Regions from separate parts of the Mus musculus genome. Here all the other regions are linked to region 1. The links are chromatin contacts, called in public HiChIP or PLAC-seq maps. All regions are on one chromosome and are shown on one strand. Each heading gives the region's core, a stretch centred on a gene start, on an enhancer-like site or on the middle of the called end of the contact. The rest is flanking DNA. Distances are from core to core; before and after follow the strand shown. Region 1 holds the start of Gtse1 (G two S phase expressed protein 1). Region 2 has its middle 29 kb from the start of D130051D11Rik. Region 3 has its middle 17 kb from the start of Lncppara.

Region 1 (4,799 bases), core at 1,482-3,981:
TGGCAGGCAGAATGTCTCTCTTTTAAGTGACATGGGACTTCTGTCTCTCTTCTGTTCTTTCTCAAAGAGGCTTACTTTTAACTGTGAGTCCTGCACAAACGTTTCCTTGCCCTGGTTCACAGGATTTTGGGGCGTGGCAGCCTGGGCCACCTCTCTTCGGCTGTGACTTTCTATCTGTAAGGCCAGTAAGTGGGCTTCTTTGTACACCTCCACAAACTTCTCCCCAGTGAGAGGGCTCAAGGTGCAAGGGCTACCAGAGCCCGGGGCAAGAGGCTGCCCAGGAACCCGGCGGTTTAAGTCCAAACTGGCAGCAATGCATCTTTCTTTATGTCCAACAGGCCCAAAAAAGACTTCATCATCTTCATTTGTGCTGCGTTTAAAGAAAAAGATTATCAGGGCTGAAATCACACCAGCATCTAGGCGAGGGGCTTTGATGAACCTGTCTATACCAGGGGTTAGGGAAGAAAACGCATGTTTACCTTGAAGAAGACAAGGAAAGATCGAAGTCAAATTTTTCATCTTCCAAAAGAAGAAAGTCTGGGGTGGGGATGGGGAGAAAAAGTTCAGTTATTTTAGGGTAACATAAAACAGGAAAGCACTGGTTTCACAGTTGCTATGAATCTCTCAGTAAAGTAATAGATTGTTGCCTGAATTCAATCAATTGTCATGGGCACCTCAAGTCCTTCTTATTTCCCATTTCCACTCTCAAGTTCCAGGAGCCACTCTGAGTGCACTGATCCACCATCAAAACACAGAACCTTACCTCTATGATAGAATCTAGGGTTTCCAAGAAGGCTAAGTCACCTTCAGGCACAGGCTATTTTCTAAAGATCAACTACTTTAGCTAGCCTGGAATTCAATTATGAGACATCTATCAGCGATGAGTTCAAAGATGGTTCAAACTCACAGTAGAGACCAACGAGTATCTGTGGAGCACCACTGCTCCTCGGGTCCCTTTCCAAAAAAACAAAACAAAAAAGAAAACAAAACAAAAAACAAAAACAAAAAAAACCCCAAAACCTAAACCAAAACCACCAACAAAAATTTTGCTCTGCCTATCCACATTCCTAGCATAGCCTTGGTTGAACCAACTGTGGATTTATTCAGCTCTCTCTCACAGACCAGCCACTTCCCAGTAGTACTTAAAGGTCTGCTTCACCGGAGGGAACCTACATAATTCAGGACAAAATCCTAAGGTGGAGGAAGGTCATAGGCTTCATTAAGGATGCACGTTACAGCCTGGTTAAGTTGCATTCTAAACCTTTATGTTTATGCTCATAAATTACTGGACTGGGCTGCCAGCCTAGGTCATTAGAGGTGCTTCTTATAATGGGCATCACTGTGTTAAGCAGTCTCCTAAGGTGTCAAAGAGGATACATAACCTGATAGGGTGCAAAGGCCCAGTGCTCAGCCCTAAAAGGGAGAAAATAATTGTAAACCCACATCAACCCTCTAAGACTCAGGGGAGCAAAGTTACTTCCCACCACATCTGATGACCTGAGTTCAAGCCCTGGGACCCTCAGGTGCTTGCACACCTTGGTTACCACCCCCAAACACACACATACACATACACACACACACACACACACACACACACACAAACCAAGTCATCGTAAAGATTCCTCCTCCCCTCTTTTAGACAGGGTTTCACTGTGTAGGTTTACAAAGAGAACTAACTGTTCTGGAACTCACTCTGTCGACCAGGCTAGGCTAGCCTTGAAATAAAACTCAAGAGATCTGCCTGCCTCTGCAGTTGGGGCATTAAAGGCGTGTGCAGCCACCACGTAGCAAGTCTTGCTTTTCAAAGAATTTGCCAGCACTCAGAAGGCTTCCGAAGGTGGCTCTCGATGAATTCAAGGCCAGCCTGGACTACAGAGTGAGTTCCGGGTTACAAAGTGAGGGCTCAAAAAAACAAGCAAGAAAGGAAAAGCAAACAAAGTAAGTCAGTGGAGGAGAAAAGAATGAACCACAGGGGAATGGGTGGAGTGAGGGACTCTGCGCTCAGTGCAAGAGAAAGCTGTTGCCATTTTGATAGCACAGCAACTGTGATTAACCACAGGAGACCCTCACAAGATTAAGACCCCCACTTAAAGCCCTTCTGGAAGTGGGGGGAGGCCCCTCTTAAGATTACATAAGTGGTTTTAAAAAGTGGGTGGGGATGTTGTAGGGGCTTCTTTGGTGGTGGAGCTATGAATTGCTAATGTCCTTGTAAGTAACTTCAGTTAAATTTATTTGCTTATCAATCCAGACTTCGTTTCTTTGATCTGTTGTAGCCCTCTCTATTTTGTTTGGGGTGAAAAGGAATACACTCCAGAACAGCCTTACGAACAGAAAGGACTTACCTTCTTTTTTACTACCAGCATCCATCTTCACCTCTCTCTCCACTGGTTGGCCGAAGGCACGTCGCGGCCGTCTCCTCCTTCCACAGAGTTCGCTGCAGGAAGCAAGGGGACGGGAGAATTAGGCAAGTCAGAGGCAAGCCCCAACTTGCTCCCGGTTTCCCAGACTGTGCGCCCCGAGGCGGGGTAACGGATTTCCGGCTCTGAGCTGCAGAGCTGGCACCGCAGCCCGTCCTCCCCGGATCTCTGCGGCTCGGGACCCGGTTCCCCACTCTCCGGGACCAGCGCTACGACCACTCCTTACCCCTCGCCTCTGACCGGGAAGGCATAAAATCCAGCTGGGTCTCCGGCACCGGTTTAAACGCGGCGCCCGGCTCCGCCGGCCGCCGATTGGCCTGTTTAAACAGGAGACGCTCTCGGTGCAGCCTGGGAAATGTAGTCAGAGTGCTGATGTACAAGACCAATGCCCAAGACTCCAAGCCACGGATTGGCTCCGCTGGGCGCAGGAAACTCCCACCGGAAGTTCCCATGACTCTCCTCCTCCGGAGACACAGAAAGGATTTAAGCGTTCCGCCTGTGGCTGTGCTAGCAAAAGGGACCGAGGCGGTGATGGTGGGGCATAGGAGATGGTCAGGCAGCTAGGAAGGAATTTGTCCCGACTCTCTCCGGTGCTTGTCCTGGTATCTCCAGTATTTCTCATGCGTCCGGGTACTCTCTGCAGCCTAAGGCCTCTCTCCTGTACTCTGGTGTGCAGGCCCTCCCTTTTCCCTCAAATGCAGAAGAGTGACAGAGCCGGTCTTAGCACTTCTTTGCTGCCAATATGTTAGATGCCTTTGGATAGCAATGAGCAGGAAACTGGCTTCAAGGTCTGTTGGTTCAAGGAAGTCCAGGGTTGGCCTGGATAGCCATCAAGAAGGCCATCAAGTCTGGATGTCGTCTCTACACATCGGCCAGGTCTGGCTCACTAGTAGGCAAGCTGGCTTCGTCGGACCCAAGGTTCCCACCGGCTGGGGATGGTGACCGGTTCTGTGTATCTGGAATTTTAAGGGCCAGGCTTTTCTGATTCACACCGGGGGCGGGAGGGGGGGGCGCAAGACCACGGTGGCAGTCACATCTGTGGTCCAAGCCTTTAGCTCCTGTGCATGAAATCCCTGCATCCCTGGGGCTATCCACTGGGCAGTAAAGTTCACCAACACTTCTCTTTGTATCATATCAGGTCATAGTAGATGTTCAGGAAAGCATACCCATAGTAACTCACTGCTATTTACATTTTCTCTTGGCTTTAAAAATATTTTTATTTTATTTTTTTTGCCGACGTGTGCGTATGTACAGGTATGCAAGTGCCTACAGAGGCCAGAAGAGAGTGTCAGGTCCCTTGAGGCTAGATTTACAGGCTCTACGTGGGCGCTAGGTACTGATCTCTGGTCATCTGGAAGAACGGCAAGTGCTCAGCCATGGAGCCATCTCTCCAGACGCATACACATTTCCCTTTAAGATCAGTCGCCTGTCCCTGGCAGATGCATGCCTTCTTTCATGAAAGCCTACACATACCAGCTTTTACAGACAAGGCATTCAATGGAAGCCATTGAATACCAGAGATCACAGCACAAAGTGGTTCAATAGCAAGGGCAAGTGCCAAGGGCTATGGGGCAAAGAGAAGGCACTGTCACCAGCCCACAGGCAGGGTGGAAGGCTTTCTGAAAGAGACAGAGAGCAAGACTCCGCTTCTGGCTGAATCATGTATTATTTGGAATCATATACATAATGAGGACTAATGAGGAGGTTCCCCCTTGGCACCTGTCCCCAGGCTCCCTGATATGGAGACAGTACCTCTTCAAATCCTATGGCGATTACACAATTTCTTGACTTGCTGCCTCATCCAGCTAAGATTAGAGAAGCCCATCTCCCTAGGACGCAACCCAAACCTGGCACTTGGGAGCTGCTCAGAGGTTCCCATAGGAGAGGGTAGTCAACGGGACCAATTGTTTTAATGAATGCCCAAAACCTGTCCAGTCCTCAGCAGACTGCAGGGACTCTGAGCAGGCTAAGCAAAGATCTGGTTTGGAGACCTCCAACCCACTCCCCACTCCCACCTGCCCATCAGTCCCTACTTAAGTAGGAACTGCATCAACTTCCAGGAGGGATGTCCCTGTCACAGAAGCAGGAGATGGGCTTAAACCTCGTGATGGCTATGTCACTTATCTGGTTATTTGCCACAGCAGAGCAGCCCTAAGCTGGTGTAGTGGTTTGAATAGGTTTGGTCCCCATGGACTCAACACTTGGCTCATAGGGAGCGACAAGTTGGTTTTTGTTTTTTTTTTTTGTTTGTTTGTTTGTTTGTTTTTTGGTTTTTTTTTTTTTTTTTGGTTTTTTCGAGACAGGATTTCTCTGTATAGCCCTGACTGTCCTGGAACTCACTTTGTAGACCAGGCTGGCCTTGAACTCAGAAATCCGCCTGCC
Region 2 (4,799 bases), core at 619-3,118, 200 kb after region 1:
TTCGGAAACTGTGCAGCACATACGTGTGTGCTCCAGATTTTAAAATAATGGCTGACGTGCTAAGAAAGCCTGTTGGAAATCTGTCTCCCCCACAGCTGAAAGAAGGACACCAGAAGCTCTTCTGTGTCCCACGATTGAGCCTGCTAGAGTAAAGATTTCAAAGCAAGAGGGGGCACAAGGCTAAGGTAGAACTTCAGTGACTCACTGCTAAATTGCAAGTGATTGCAGGAACTGCTCTAAAACTCGAGACTTTACGGATTACTTTCTTTTTAAGGGTTGGGACAGGACTTAGCCGACTGTAGATCATGCACACACTGGACATGGAAATTTTCAGGGAGGGGGTTAATTACAAGGTGCTTGGCTTTTTAGCACTTTTGCCCAGTGTTCTTATTTATTGAAATACTCTTATTATTTCAAAACGTCAAATATGATTTTGCACAGTGAAATTTCCTCTACGGCTTCATTTCCCTAATTATATCTAATGTCAACTTCAGACTTAAAAGTCCAATTCTTCGTGGATGCCCTTTATGCCAGAGAGGAAATAACTTAACTAGGGATTTACTCAAGGAAAGGGAATATTTAACTGCTGCAAAAGAAATATTCAAAAGAAAAAAAAAAACCCAATGCTTTCATTTTGCTTCTGGCTATTACAGTGATTCCTGCTTTCAAAAGAATATGAAGTTTATTTTCCTTAAGCAAAAGAAAGTGGTCATGAAGGCCACTGGACATGAAAAGGTATTACTCTTAGGAAATACATATATATATGTAATATGTATATGTAATATATTATATATAATGTATAATATATGTGTAATATATTATATATGTAATATATAATATATTGTAGTGTATTATATATGTAACACACACATATATGTGTGTGTATATATATATATCTTTTAATGACAAATGCAGATTTTGAAAATGTACTTTGAGATAACCAGAAACACGAGCAGACATTTCACTGTTACACCCTAGTTCTCCATGTTATGCAGAGGGGAGGATTTGAGTTCACACTGAAAGACTTCACCGTTGTGAATGCCTAACCCATTAACCAGTTTTTCAGCTCGGTACTGGAAATTCTCAGCCTGATCTGCCTCCCAGCCGAGCTCTGCCCAGAAGACTTTCTCTCTAGGGGAGGCGGTGGACATGGATACGGCCAACTCCTTTTCTCCCTCTCAAAATTTTAAACTTGGAAACTTGTCCTGGGTTGAACACTGAATTTACAGCAGGACCCCAAGGCTCACAAGGAAATGTCACGAGCTGGGAAAAAGCCTGTCGGCGCACACCTGGAGCCACAGATTCAGAAAACCTAGCCGGCTGTAGCCAAAAACCAAAACACTCGGCCTGCAAACAGCCTACAAGAAACATAGAGTTCTTTGATGTGACGAGAAGAATTATAAATACAACCAACCGCTCCAAGGCAGACAGGTTGAAAGAGACTTTAAGGCAGTCTGTTGGTGCCTCAAACTTTAATACTGAGGACGTGAAGTGTTAGATTCATAGAGGTAACATACGCGTGTGTCTGTGTCTGTGTGTGCATGTGTGTCCATATGTATGTGCACGTGTGCGTGTGCGTGTGTGCACGCGCGCGTGCGTGTGTGTGTGTGTGTGTGTGTGTGTGTGTGTGTAGCAATAACACTTTGGTTTCCTCTGTGGCCCAACGGCGATCTTAAGCCCTTATTGGATAGCCCTCAGCCAGGTGCAGGGCAGGCCCTATCTGTAGCCTCTCCTGAGTTACACCATTTCTCATTACACCTGTGCCAACACCTCCCCCCCCCCCAAATCGACCTAGATCACAGACAGAGGCCTGATACAGCAGAGCTTTCCTTGCAATAAAAGCTGTGCTTTGTGAATGAGAGCCCAGCTCCTGGCTCAGCCACTCTGAGAGCTTCAAGGTAGAGCCAAAGAGTGTAGCCTATGCTCAGGCTCAGACAGAGGACAATTCCCTTTGCCAGGGTGGGCACAACTGTGAAGGCTGTGGACAGACAAATGGCTATCTGGTACCCCAGAGGACCATCGACTCCAGTCTCCCAAATCGGGGCCATCTTGTTATCATTTTTAAAGGGAGAGGTTGAGATTCTTCATCTATGATCAGTCCTCCTTCATTAGAGCCAGCACAGAGGGGTTCGACATGGTTCAAGTCAACAACGGCATTGCTATCCCATAAGCACTGGACACTATAGGAGCTGCTAGGTGTTTTAATCACAAATGACTCCCTCACTGGGGGGGGGGGCGGGGATCTCAGAAGGTAGAAGTGACCGAGTTGCTGGTGTATACAGCAAGCCCCTCACAACGTACATAGCATGACAGGGATCCCTGTGTATACAGCAAGCACTTATAACTTACACAGCATGCTCCCACCTCCTCTCATCTGACCCTCCCAACTCAAGAGGAACAACAAAAAAGACCAGACCTCTTGAAAGACTGAGGCACAGCAGGCAGAGAATACTGACAGGGCTGGATATTACACAGACCTGGGACCCTAACCCGGTCACACATATGCGCTTAAAAAATAAATAAATAAAGGAAAACATCACCATTCACTTCTTCCAATATAGACTTATTTCACAGATAAAAGGAGTTTCCAGAAAGAAAAAAAACAGCAGCAGCAGCAGCAGCAGCAACAACAACAACAACAGCAACAACCAGAATCCCTTTGAAACCTCAGGCCAGAGCTGCCTTCAGCTGGTTCAGCTTGGGCAAACCTCCCCAAACTGAGCCTGAAGCCAGCTTTGGTCATCTGAGGTTCATCCTGACCACCTCTTCAAAACCAGCCTTGAGGTATAAAAATCTCAGACACGTGCTCCTCATCGTGCTTTTGAGCCTCCTCATAAGAAAGTCACGTGGACTGACCTAAGGGACCATATCTCCAGGGCTCTGCCTCATTCCCCCAGAAACTAGAGCCTTCTTAACCAGTGAGCCAGAGTGGTTCCCAGGGCCATGCCTGCTTACAGTCACTCTGGGGCCTGGCAAGTACTTGTCCCATGGTCTCAGTGTCAAAAGAAGAGCGGTTGATGCAAATGTGTGGGAAACCTGAAGGTCTCCTCTGAGCAGTAAGGTCACAGAACACTTTTTCCTGGGGGTCCTCACATTCAGGATCCTCAGCATCCCACCAAGGCAACCATCAACGGCGGATTGCTAACTGTCTCAGAAAAGAGTAAGGCTAGGTTAATGCCATGGTCACTGGTGGAGTGAAGACTTGGGGAAGGCCTGAAGAACGAGGATAATTTTTCCATATGGTGCCCTTTCCAAGCTGTGGCACATTGAGCACGGGCAAAGTTGCCACGCAGCTCCCTCCACTACTACTGGTCGTGGCAGGACCCCATCCCAGAGCCTTTCCTACAATACTAAGGCATGTCCTGGCAACTCCAGAGTGCTTGGCCTTCCCGGAGGCAGTTTCTACCCTGCAAAAAACACGTTCAGAATGGAAACCCACATCTTGAAAGTCTTCCTGGCAAAGCCTGGCAATAGTTAAAGTTGGGAACAAAACTTTGAAATAACTGAGAAATCAGGCCAGAAGACCTTGCCCAGAAGAGCCAAGGGCTGCAGGACTCTCCGCCATCTTCAAAAGCATCGTCTTCTAAGAGTCCTTTGCTTGTTTTGTTTCTGCACCTAATTACAAGAAAGTGCCTTTTATAAAAATAGATAAAGCCCATTTTCAAAATACAAGGAGTTAAGTCTTAAAAGCTTCTCGGGATAAAAATTATAGCCTTGTCCAATATGGGTGGAAGAACAAAGGAGACAGGCTACGGAGTGATCGGGCCTGAATTCAGTGCCTGCTGTGTGCGTGGCGTGAGATGCTAGCATCACCTGGCATTACCCTCCACTGGAGATGTAATTTGGAGGGGAAAGAAGAGTTGTGTGGAGAAGGGTGAGGAGTCCAGCTTTCTGGACAGAGAATTCTGTCTTTTCCTACTATATAAACAGACTTCCTAGCATTGGTAAAGAAAGGGGCTAGCAAAAGACTAATATAATACTCTCTCATATCTGCATCCAACCACCTGAGATCCTTAATGACTCCTGGGCAAGTACCAAACTAAGAGGACCAATGTCTCACCTGGCCACAGGCCTGCTTGGGACCTTTAAGCAGGACATAGGAGCACCAGTTCATTGAATGAAGAGGATTGGCCTGGCACACCTCCTGCAGGCAGCCCCAGACTTGAGCCATGAGCTAAGATGCCTAGGTACCAGATCCTAAGAGGAGGGTTCAAGGTGCAGCACTGAAGGCAGCTTAGTGTGCAACCTACAGTCAGGCTGGGGACCGCTTGGATGCTGGGACTGTGCCACAGCCAGGCATGCATGTTGTAGGCAGAGACTAGGTCCAAGTCTGTAGCTCTGGTCCGGGTCTAGGTTTGAATCCAGTGTCTGTGTGGGTGCTGAGGATGGACTCTGCAGTCCCAACTGGGTCTGTGTCAATATCCAGGTCTGATTTTTGCCCTGGACAGGGCCCAGGATCCAGGTCCGGGTCCGCATTAGTGTTCAGAAGTGTCCGAAGCTGAGTCCTCGTTTGAACCCAGGGTCAGTCAGTGTCCAGGGTCCTGGTCTAATCTTCGCTTTGCTCAGGCTCCAGGGTCCGTTTGTAGATGTCTGGGGCTGGGTGCCTGTCTGTGCCCAGGATGGGTGTCCAAATTGGGGTCTGCGTCTGTGTCTAGGTACAGACCAGCCGTGCACAGGCACGGGCTGTGAAGGCTGCACGCGCCCCAATTAGCCGCGGGCCAGGCGGCGGGCAGCCCTATTGAGGGCGAACAAAGGGCGCGACCCCGGGGTCAGGAGTCGCGGGCTGCCGGCCGCTGCTT
Region 3 (4,799 bases), core at 916-3,415, 170 kb after region 1:
CCCAGAGCCTACTTGGAGCCCAACTCTAGGAAACAACATAAAGGCTGGGCGTGGGGCCATGCCCACTGCTTCTCTGCTTTCCCCACTGCTGGCCTCTAGGGCATATGGGGGGGGGGGCAGAGGACAGGTGGTAGGGGCAGTCAGAGGAGCCAGTCGGCCTGGCGGTAAATCATCAGGCTATGCTTTATAATTATCTGGGTACTTAAGCTCCTCTATCTCGTCTCTCCCTTCCCTGGGGAGATTTCCTTCATTTCCTATGCTTTCCCAGTCTCCTGGATGTCTAAATCAAGCCGGACCAGGCCCAGCACTCTGCTCTACCCAGCTCCCTCGGCCTACAGCTACGAGGTGGTGTGTTTGCATGTTGCACAGTAGCTATCAGAAGAGGATCCGTCCTCATCGAAGTTTCCTCCCCAGCTGGGAAGGAAAGCTAAAAAATGTTACCACACCCAGCCTTGGAGTCACAGAGACAGAATCTTCATGCCCTACTTTCCCTGACAGAGGGATGGGCAGTGAGCCTGAGAGACCTAGGGGTAGGAGACCGCCACGGCACTTGAATCAGGAACGAATCAGAGAAAATGTGAAGACAGGTGCCTCAGTACCTGGGCAGCAGCAACTAGAATGCAGCAGCAACTGGGATGCGGGGCCTGTTTGGTTCATGAGGTCCCCATGCTGGTCCCACTTAGATCCTACCTGCTGCATGTATCCAGCTCTGGCCCCTCTTTTCCTCTAGCTTTCACACCGAGTCTGGGTCGCTGTCCCCATTTTGCAGATGCAAACAGTGAGGCACTGAAGGCAATGCAAGCGGCTTCCCATTTGGAGGCTGCTCAAAAGGTGCTCCCCGCCCCCAGAGCCAGTGCCAGTGTCAGTGCCAGCGCATACATCCATATTCTCTTCCTGATTCCATGAAGGAGGAGGGTGGTGCACTACCATGCCACCCGCGTAAAGGCCAGGTTGAAGCTGCCACAGACACATATAGCCCTCAGGTGAACTTTGCAAAGCCACCATGTATGTATCCCTTTCCCAGGCCTCCCTAGGGATGAACACACGGGAGGTTTTTTTTTGTTTTGTTTTTTTTTGTTTTTTGTTTTTTTTAAGTAGGATCTCATCCTAGGCCTAGGTTTCTGACCTCTGGAAACCTCTTTGGTCGTTTGCAGAGCCCTCTGGCAGGCCTGGAGCTTCCTGTCGCTGCATTCATAGCTAGGTCACTGGGTGCCAAACAGATGCTAAGGGCTCTGGCTGGCTTGTGTGCGGCCTCTCCAACCACCGTCTCAGACACATTCCACAACCAAGATTCCTTCAAAACCCCCTTCTCTGAAAGCAAACAAAACCGCAGCCTGGGAGCCCAGAGGAGCTCACACTGCTGTGGCTCCGTTTTTTCTTTCTTCTTTCTTCCTTTCCCACCCTCCCTACTTAAATACTACTACAAGGGACATAGAAACCTGCTAACCCTCTCATGTTGAGGATGGGTAAACCGAGGCCCAGAGACTGGAAAAAGGGGTCTAAGGTCCCATAGGTTCTACGATTGGGTGGGAGTTCTGGAATCCAGGCAGGACTGACTTGGGCACATAGCTTCTTTAAGACACAAAATCTGTGTGGTGGTGGTTTTCGGTCAGTCCCAACACCATAACTGGCCCAAAGCATCCCTAGTGATTGGCTGGGCCCTGAACCCACCTGATACTTCCCTGATGTAAGCTGGCTAGTGTGGGCAGGGCTGGGACCCTTGAGCTCCCTGGCACAGACTGAGTGGTGCTCAGCAAATGCAGGAGGAAGTCTCTGGGGAGGCCTAGAAGCTCAGGGGCAGGGCTCCAGAAAAGCAGGCTGCTCTAATGGAAACCAGTCAGTGGCTAACTCCCCCCCCCTGACTTTGGTTTCCATGGGGACAGGATAGGAGGTGGAGCTCTGGCGTGGCTGCTGCAGCAGATGTGGCCTGTTCAGGGCTGGTGGGGGTGGGGGGGTGGGGGTGGCGCCTGGCAGGGAGCCCTGGGACGTGGCAGGAGTAAGACTGGGCGCAGGGCCCTGCAGCCATAGCTATGGTGGTCAGCTTTAGGGAAGAGCCCAGGGCTGTCGGTCCACCACCTCCAGGAAGTCTCCTGGATTCCTCAGGTGCTCTCAACCCACGACCCAAGCCTCCTCCAAAGGGAGTAGGCCCACGGGCATCTCAGTGGGAGCCTGGCCTTCCTGAAGATATCTGCATTAGTCATGCCAGCCATGTGGATGCTCTGTGTGCCTCAGGCCTGCTGGTACTTGTAAAGTGGGGGGAGTTGGGGAGCGAGACAGGGATCACCACCACATGGTCCTCTACTGTTCTCTCGATGGTACCGATGGCTCTCCTCCCACAGGCACACTTGGCCTGGTGTGCTACGGGGCCTACAACCTGAGTGATGGAGGCCTAAAGAATCAAAGGAGCTCCATACCATTGTGATATGCAAGAGACTCTGTGGGCTTGGGGGACACAAGCCCCCAACGTGGGCCACACCAACTAATGCAGCTGGGTGGGACTCTTAGAAGTCCCCCTTGCTCTGTGCTTTGACACACTTACCACGGAGAACTAGCCTTTTATGAGCCCATCATGACCTGGGACACAGCATCCAGGCTCCCAGTTCTAAGTAGCTCCCTGCCTCAGGACTATGGGAAACAATGGGGACACCAGGCTCCCTCCTCATCTCTTGCTGCTACCCTGAGTGTGGTCCACAGCACATCAGACCACATAGGTATAGAAACCCTGAGCCAGGGAAGTATCCTAGACCCCCAGAAAACTCAGAGCTGCAGACTCCAGCAGAGAGGTGATGGTAGCTCTGTCAGAGAGGTCTCCAGCAACCCCAAACCTCCATGGCCTAGACCCTCAGGACAACTCCTTTTTATTGCAGCAGAACTCCAGGCCAAAGGAAAGATCCTTACTGGTGTTGGGTGTCTGAGGAGAAACCGGCCAAAGTCAGCCTCTAACAGGCAGGAAATAAACGGGAGTCCAACGCCAGACTCTGGCTGTGGGAAAGCTCTCCAGCCTCTCTGTACCTTGACCTGCTTATATAGAAAAGTTAGCACCCAGCGCTCACTAGACAGGGGGGTTCTCTCTCGAGGGCAAGAACTATGCTCTATTTATTCTGCAGTCTAATGCATTCAGCATGGGCTCCGGTCAGACATCAAGACAAGACAGAATTGGAGACATTAAAATGAATGTGGAGATTGTTTTTTAAAATGCATGACAATTCCCAGCCTGGGCCTGGCACTTAGTAGGTACTCTGCAAAATCACTTCTCCCCATCACACAGAATAAGACCTGTCTGTGGTGTCTAACTTGCACGGGGGCTCTCTGGGAAGAGCCAATTCCGTCCGAGCTCACGCCTGGGCCAAAGCTTTCAGCCTTGGAGCTCTCTAGCCGGGCCTGCTTACCTGCTCTTATCTCCTCTCTTGTCAGCTGGACACTGACCTCAGTGGCCATTCCTTTGCTATCCTGACACCTAGCTGAGGTCCTAGTCATATGCTTGGCCTTAGGAGTGCTCACTTTCCGGTACCTGGCATTGTCCTCTCAGCTGGATGGTCCAGGGGGTCATCTGTTCAAGAATGACCCTGTCTCAGGGGCAGAGCTTTCCCAGGGTGCTCGAGTATGCTGGATACAGGCCTGAGACCCCCCCACCCTAGCCCTCAGGTGCCAAGTATCCCAATGGACTGGCATTGGGCAATTCAGTCTACATTCACAGAAAAGGCCCGGGATGATTAGAGTGTGTCTTCCTGCCCCTGGGACATCTGACAGCAGCCATGTTAGACTCTGAAAGGGTCTATCAGAAGGTCCCATGTTATAGCACCTGGCATATGGAATAGGTGACTAACTGGGACTTTGAAAGCCCAGGCCCAGGTGAGGTTTGTCCCATGAGCTTTTGGCAGGGTGAGAGCAGGCAAGATCCCAGGATCCCTCCAACCACGCCTGAGCCAGAAGCATAGGCACACCCACCCCAGGAATCCTGGGCAGGGCTGGGCACCCAGGAAACTGGGCCAGAGGTTCCAGTGCATACTGGCGTGGCCAGGCCACCTCTTGAGCGCCCCTGCTCCAAGCCTGCATCCCTTACCCAAGCTCAGAAGCCTAGAGAGTCCCAGGGCTCAACACTAACGACTTTTTTCCATGGTCCACCCACAACTGCTGCCATTCGGCAACCCCACATCTAGCCAAATGCCCCCATGACATCACAGACACTTAATTTATGTGTCTGATGTCCTCCCTTCTAGAGAGGGGGAAATTGAGACTAATGTGGACAAGTACCGCACTTTAAAACTCAGGCTTCCAAGGTCTTCCTACTGGTACCAAAAAGGTTAAGAAAGCCGACGACTCATGAGTTTCTCAGTTAAAAAAAAAAAAAAAAAGAAGAACTCACATGAGCTTCCTCCAGGGTCTGAGGCTGATGTTGCATCCCTCTCTTTAAAAAGCTCCAAGTCCTGTCAGGAGGTCCTGTCATGACGCTTCTGTCCCACTTCATCCAACCCTTCAGTCGTATAGTGTTTCTGACAGGCAAGCCCTGCCCTGGGTCCAGCATGTATGCAACATAGGCACACACAGACCTGTCCGGAAAGGCCCAGCCCTTTTGGTGGCTCCTTATAAGAAGGCCCCTAGCAGCCGGATCAGCAGCAGAAGCAGGACTTCCGGGCAGCTCCCCGCCCTCGGCCCGCCTTCCCGGATTCCCGCTCTAGGCCGCCATTTCCTCTGCTGGGCCCCGAGGCTCACTTTCATTCTTCCAGGTCTGCAAATGGCCGGCGCCTGGAACTGTCCATCCATGTAGGGTGAAGACAGACCAGGCCTTACCTGGGCCT

What was found. HiChIP or PLAC-seq counts read pairs in DNA pulled down with a chosen protein or histone mark.
Region 2: a FOXA1 HiChIP or PLAC-seq map of pancreatic cancer cells shows a contact between it and region 1. The contact joins the enhancer-like site here to the promoter of Gtse1 in region 1. A contact is called at or near these places in 8 of 115 datasets of contacts at active chromatin or transcription factors (VIP interneurons, bone marrow-derived dendritic cells, bone marrow-derived macrophages and 5 more) and 2 of 9 other capture datasets (adipose tissue and pancreatic islet).
Region 3: a contact with region 1 is called in an HNF4G HiChIP or PLAC-seq map of pancreatic cancer cells. The contact joins the enhancer-like site here to the promoter of Gtse1 in region 1. A contact is called at or near these places in 5 of 115 datasets of contacts at active chromatin or transcription factors (VIP interneurons, embryonic basal ganglia, embryonic stem cells and 2 more) and 2 of 9 other capture datasets (adipose tissue and liver).

Annotation. Positions count from the first base shown.
Region 1 is chr15:85,857,639-85,862,437 of GRCm38.p6, reverse strand. It overlaps Gtse1 (G two S phase expressed protein 1), which reads right to left and starts at 2,731. Exons shown (of 12, transcript NM_001168672.1): 1 at 2,644-2,731; 2 at 2,343-2,434; 3 at 480-537; 4 at 1-370. The coding sequence starts at 2,367. It overlaps Ttc38 (tetratricopeptide repeat domain 38), which reads right to left. Exons shown (of 14, transcript NM_001033337.4): 14 at 3,616-4,799.
Region 2 is chr15:85,660,965-85,665,763 of GRCm38.p6, reverse strand. No RefSeq gene overlaps it. Among named protein-coding and RNA genes, the nearest start is that of D130051D11Rik, 29 kb to the right of the region's middle. Within about 2 kb of position 1,868, at least 37 of the 459 cell types and tissues checked have an H3K27ac peak or open chromatin away from gene starts, as enhancers often do. A contact at or near this core is called in pancreatic cancer cells, where this site is marked.
Region 3 is chr15:85,684,232-85,689,030 of GRCm38.p6, reverse strand. No RefSeq gene overlaps it. Among named protein-coding and RNA genes, the nearest start is that of Lncppara, 17 kb to the left of the region's middle. Within about 2 kb of position 2,165, at least 163 of the 459 cell types and tissues checked have an H3K27ac peak or open chromatin away from gene starts, as enhancers often do. A contact at or near this core is called in embryonic basal ganglia and pancreatic cancer cells, where this site is marked.